2 separate regions of the Sus scrofa genome follow, and region 1 is linked to region 2. A link is a contact called in public Hi-C data. All regions are on one chromosome and are shown on one strand. Each heading gives the region's core, a stretch centred on a gene start, on an enhancer-like site or on the middle of the called end of the contact. The rest is flanking DNA. Distances are from core to core; before and after follow the strand shown. Region 1 overlaps LOC106509692 (a long non-coding RNA gene). Region 2 holds the start of ZC3H7A (zinc finger CCCH domain-containing protein 7A).

Region 1 (2,700 bases), core at 119-2,618, 130 kb before region 2:
CTCAACACAGCAACTTGTGTCATCAAAGTGAGTCTCAGACTCATGTGTGCACCAGACTCGCCTGGAGGAGCTGCTGAAACACAGCTCCACCTCCAGAGTTCCTGATCCAGCCCGCCTGGCCGGGGGCCCGAGGACATGCATTTCCAACAAGCTCCCAGGCGATGCTGGAGACCACATGTTGACAACTGGAGAATTACAGGGATCCCGTCCCTAATTTTTTATTTCTTCATTACATTGTATCTGTTAGAGGGTCACTCTTTTTTTTTTTCTTTTTTTGGGCTGTACCCACAGCATATGGAGGTTCCAGGCTAGGGGCTGAATCGGAGCTACAACTGCCGGTCTACACCACAGTCACAACAACTCAGGATCTGTGACCTACACCACAGTTCACAGCAACGCCGGATCCTTAACCCGATGAGTGAGGCCAGGGATGAGCCATAACCTCATGGCTCTTAGCTGGATTCCTTTCTGCTGCGCCACGACAGGAACTCCTAAAGAGTCACTCTTAAGAATTCCGAGGTGGAGTTCCTGCTGTGGCTCAGCAGGTTCAGAACCCAAGAGTGTCTGCGAGGACCTGGCTTGGATCCCTGGCCTCGCCCAGTGGGTTAAGGATCTGGCGTTGCCATGAGCTGTGATGTAGGTCAAAGCTCGGATCTGGTGTTGCTGTGGCTGTGACGCAGGCTGGCGGCTGTAGCTCTGATTGCACCCCTACCCTGGGAACCTCCATATGCTGCACCTGCGGCCCTAAAAAGAAAAAACACTTAGAAATTTTTAGTAGAAATTATAGGTAAACATAATACGATGAAACAATGCTCTATTAGGGACTTAAATGTCAAAAACAAAGCTTCAGAACATGTAGTAGAAAATATAGATGAAGGAGCGTTCCAGCTGTGGCACAGCAGGTTAAGGATCTGGCATTGCCGCAGCTGTTGCATAAACAAACTGTAGATGCAGCTCGGATTTAATCCCTGGCCCAGGATTTTCCCTATGTCATGGGTACAGCTGAGAAAGGAAACGAAAATTTCAGCATGGAAATAAAAAAACTACCCCCAAATTTGTATGGAACCACAAAAGATCCTGTGTATTCAAAGCAACCTTGAGAAAGAATAACATAGTGTGGAAATCACACTTCCTGATTTCAAGCTACATCGCAAAGCTATAGTAAAACATGCTGGTATAAAAACAGGCCCAGAGATGAGTGAGAAAGAATAGAGAGCCTAGGCATAAACCCACACACACACAGTCACCTGATTTTTGATAGGGCGACGAGACTGCACAATGGAGAAAGGACATTCTCGCCAATAAACAGAGCTGGGAACTGGACAACCACCTGCCCAACGGTGAAACTGGACCCCTGCCTTACACCACTTGCAAAAATTAACTCGAAATAGATCAAACCTGAAACCTAGAAGAAAACACAGGGATCACGCTCTTTGACATTGATCTTGGCAATGATTTCCTGGATAAAACACCAAAAGCAACAGAAGCTAGAATAAACAAGTGAAACTACATCAAACATCAAACGAAAGAGCTTCTGCTTAGCAAAGCGAACAACCCACAAAATGAGAAGGGCCTTTACAAAATGGGAGAAAATACTTGCAAACCAGATATCTGGTAAGGTGGGTTAGTACCCTAAAATATATAAAGAACTCACACAACTCAGTAGCAAAAAAGGAAAAAAGAATAAATAGGAGTTCCCTTGTGGCTCAGTGGTTAAGGGTCTGGAGTTGTTACTGCAGTGGCTCTGGCTACTGCAGTGGCAAGGGTTTGATCCCTGAACCCGGAACTTACATATGCCCTGGATGCCGCCAACAACAACAAAGAAAAGGGCAAAGGGGAGTTCCCGTCGTGGCGCAGTGGTTAACGAATCCGACTAGGAACCATGAGGTTGCGGGTTCGGTCCCTGCCCTTGCTCAGTGGGTTAATGATCCGGTGTTGCCGTGAGCTGTGGTGTAGGTTGCAGACGCGGCTCGGATCCCGCGTTGCTGTGGCTCTGGCATGGGCCAGTGGCTACAGCTCCGATTCAACCCCTAGCCTGGGAACCTCCATATGCCGCGGGAGCGGCCCAAAGAAATAGCAAAAAGACAAAAAAAAAAAAAAAAAAAGAAAAGGGCAAAGGACTTGAATAGACATTTTTCCAAAGAAGACATTTGAATGGCCAGCAGGTACCTGAAGAAGTACTCAACATTGCTAATCATCGGGGAAATGCAAATTAAAACCCCAGACACCACCTCACATCCATTAAGATGGATATCATCAAAAAGACGAGACAAGCGTTGGTGAGAACGTGGAGAAAAGGGGATCCTTGTGTATTTCGGTGGGATGTACATTGGAGCAGCCACTATGAAAACAGGATGGAGGGTCCTCCAAGAATTAAAAATAGAACTAGCATTACGATCCAGAAATCTCACTCCTGGGTGTATATGCAAAGGAAATGAAATCTTGACAAGAAAGACATCAGCATTCTCATGTTTCTGGCAGCATCACCCATGAGAGCCAAGATATGGAATGCCCTAAATAAATGATAAAGTAAATGTGGCAGAAATATATATAGAGAGATACCTAGAAATATCGATGGAAATATAATATAATGTTATTCCACTATATGTTAAGTGAAATAAGCCAGACAGAGGAAGACAAATACTGTACGCTTATCACTTTTATGGGGAAGAGAAAGAAATCAAGCTGATTTCATAGAAG
Region 2 (2,700 bases), core at 192-2,691:
GAGGAGGCCACATGCCATCAGAGAAGCAGGCAAAGAGAAAACAGATGGCAGAAGCTCCTACTACCCCTGCCCTCATTCCAATGCTCCAGCTGAACGCTGTCCAACAGAAATATGCCAGTCGTACATTTAATTTTCAATGTTCAAGTAACTGTGTTAAAAAGAAGTAAAAAGAAACCAATGACAATAATATATTTGAGTCAACCCACTATGTTCAAAACAGTATCATCTCAACCGCTATTATTTAACTTGGAAAGAATTATGAATGAGATATCTTTACTTTTTTTCCTTACTAAGCGTTCAAAATCAGGTGTGTCTTTTTCACTGGGAGCACATCTCAACTCCGTCTAGCCACATTCCAAGTGTTCAACAGCTCCTTGCGGCCAGTGGCCACCTTCCCGGGCAGGGCACCTCGAGTCTGGGCAGACCCTCGGTCCTTAAATACCAAACACGGCACCTTCTTTCATGCCTACATTCCGGGGGACAGGGAAAATACTCAACTCCCGATAAATTCACCCAATCAGGGTGCAGGCGCGACCTCTCGGGGACCAGCCGGAGCTTTCCAGCTGGACCACACCCCGGCAATGACCGTCCCCAACAGGAAATTCACGCTAATGGGAACTGACAGGTCCTCATTCTTTAAGGGTGGGGAAAGAAACCTAAAGCCTGGCCGTCTCCAGATCCACAAAAAAGATAGGAAACAATTCGCCGCGCGTCCTAGACGTGCGCCCCGCGCAAAAAAAAAGGGGGGGGGGGAACAGCCCGAAATAAACGAGCCAAGCGCACCGGGCTCATCCTTCCCGCCCCCAAACCTACGGTACTGAATTAGGGGTCCCCGATCACAGAAACAGAGAGAAATAATGAAAACAAAAAAATCCTTTTTTTTTTTTTTAGTTAAATAACCAGAGAGGAGGTATTTTGCCAACGGAAATGCACGCAAGCATGGGATGGAGGGAGCGGGAGCCCTCTACGCCCCGCTAGGGGGACACGCGCCCCCAGGGTGAGACCCCCGCCGCCCCCATCGGAGGGAGGGGACAAGGACCCGCCCGCCCGCGGAGCCCCGCGGCGGCGCGCGCTCGGACCGCCCCTCCGCAGGGGCCGCGCGCCCTTTGTGGCCGAGCCCTCCGCCCCCTCGGCTGCCGCGGGGCGGCCTTGCGCGCCGCCCCTCCCCCGCCCGGCGTCCGTTACCGGCGCGCGCGAGCACGAGGCGGCGGCGGGGGCGCGCCGGGCGGGGGCGCCGGCGGGGGAGGGGCGGCGCGCGGGCCGGGAGGGCGGCGGGGCCCGGCGGGACCCACCTACCTGCGGGGACGGCCGCGCCGGGGGACGGACAGCAGCGCGCGGTGAGCGGGCGGCGGCGGCGGCGGCAGCGGCCTGGGCGCTCGCTCTCACCTTCCCTCCGCGACCGGCGGCGGCGGCGGCTCCGCTGCGCCCGCGCGGCGCCCTCTAGTGGCCGGAGGCCGCGCCCGCCGCCCGGGAGACGCGGCCATTGGCTGCGACCGCGAGCGTCGGCGCCGGGGGCGGTGGCGGCGGCGACGCCACGTCGGGCCGGGCTGCAGAGATCCTCCGCCGTGGGTTCCGGGGCCGCCTCCCGAGCGGGAGCGCGGTCCGCAGCGGGCTGGGACCGCGGGAGGGAGCGAGTAGGGCCAAGGGATGCTCGGACGCGCCGGTGCTGAGAACTAATTCTGGGTGGACGTGCAATTCACATGCGCCGTGGGTGTTTTTTCTGGGCAGCGGCCCTGGAGCCGAAGAGCAGGGAGTTAGAACAGCGTCTACCAGGGAGCTGACCTAGTTTCGGGTATGGGGAGGCCTCCCCGGAGACACTTTATTTAGCAAATCCTAAGCCGGTGTTTCGTACTTTGCCAATTGTAACCCTTCGGAGCCTCAGAACAAGCATCGTTGTCCCCATTCCTACACCCCTACAGCAGAGGAAGGGGGGCAGAGCTCAGGAGCAGCTCTGGGTTGGACCCTGAGCGGGCCTGGCTCCCTGCCTTTCAGGTCTCCGCCCAAATGCCACCTCATCCACCTGTATTTTCAACAGCCCACTGTGCTCTAGGGCTCAGCAGTGGGCAAGGCAGGGTCTCTGTCCCATAGCGGGATGGGGAGTAGCGGTGGGGACCCTCCGAGACGCGAAGGAGACCATTTCCGACGGTGTAAACCGAGATTACAGCAGGGGAATGAGACCGTGATGGGCGGGCTTCACTTACGGTAGAGGGATGACTCTGGGAAGGTTCTGAGAAGGTGATGGCCAGGGAGATGGAGAATGTTCTCCAGGCAGAGGGAAGGGCGAGTGCAAAGGCCTTGAGGCTGGAGCTTGAACAGGAGAGTCCTCTTTGGCTGGTGGCAGGGAGGGAGGGTGGGCGGGTGATGGGGGACTTTGGAGTTTATTCTGTGTGGCACTAATGGGTCTGATTTGGGAGTGACAGGATGTGATTTGCACCTGAGAAAAGCTCTCTGGCTACTGTGCAGAGACTGAGCCATAGGAGGGGTGAGAAAAAGGGAGAAACTAGCCCGGTGACTCTGACAGTGGTCTGAGTAGATTTACAAACCAGATGTATTCATTAGCTCAGGCTGCTGTAACAAAATATGGCAGGTTTGGAGGCTTTTTTTTTTTTTTTAATTGAATTATGGTAATGTGTTAATTTCTGCTGTACAGCTAAGTGACTCATATATCCACACAGGCACACCCACATCTACATAACACGC

The links. A called contact is a pair of places that touch in the nucleus more often than the background predicts.
Region 1: a Hi-C map of liver shows a contact between it and region 2, with 3 times the contacts expected there. The contact joins the enhancer-like site here to the promoter of ZC3H7A in region 2. A contact is called at or near these places in 2 of 5 promoter capture datasets (fetal liver and liver), 16 of 47 Hi-C or Micro-C datasets (alveolar macrophages, blood, embryonic fibroblasts and 9 more) and 2 of 2 datasets of contacts at active chromatin or transcription factors (alveolar macrophages and skeletal muscle).

What each region holds. Positions count from the first base shown.
Region 1 is chr3:31,461,114-31,463,813 of Sscrofa11.1, reverse strand. The region is part of intron 1 of LOC106509692 (a long non-coding RNA gene); the gene reads right to left. Among named protein-coding and RNA genes, the nearest start is that of SNN, 7.0 kb to the right of the region's middle. Within about 2 kb of position 1,368, at least 5 of the 83 cell types and tissues checked have an H3K27ac peak or open chromatin away from gene starts, as enhancers often do. A contact at or near this core is called in liver, where this site is marked.
Region 2 is chr3:31,331,227-31,333,926 of Sscrofa11.1, reverse strand. It overlaps ZC3H7A (zinc finger CCCH domain-containing protein 7A), which reads right to left and starts at 1,441. Exons shown (of 23, transcript XM_021086593.1): 1 at 1,297-1,441.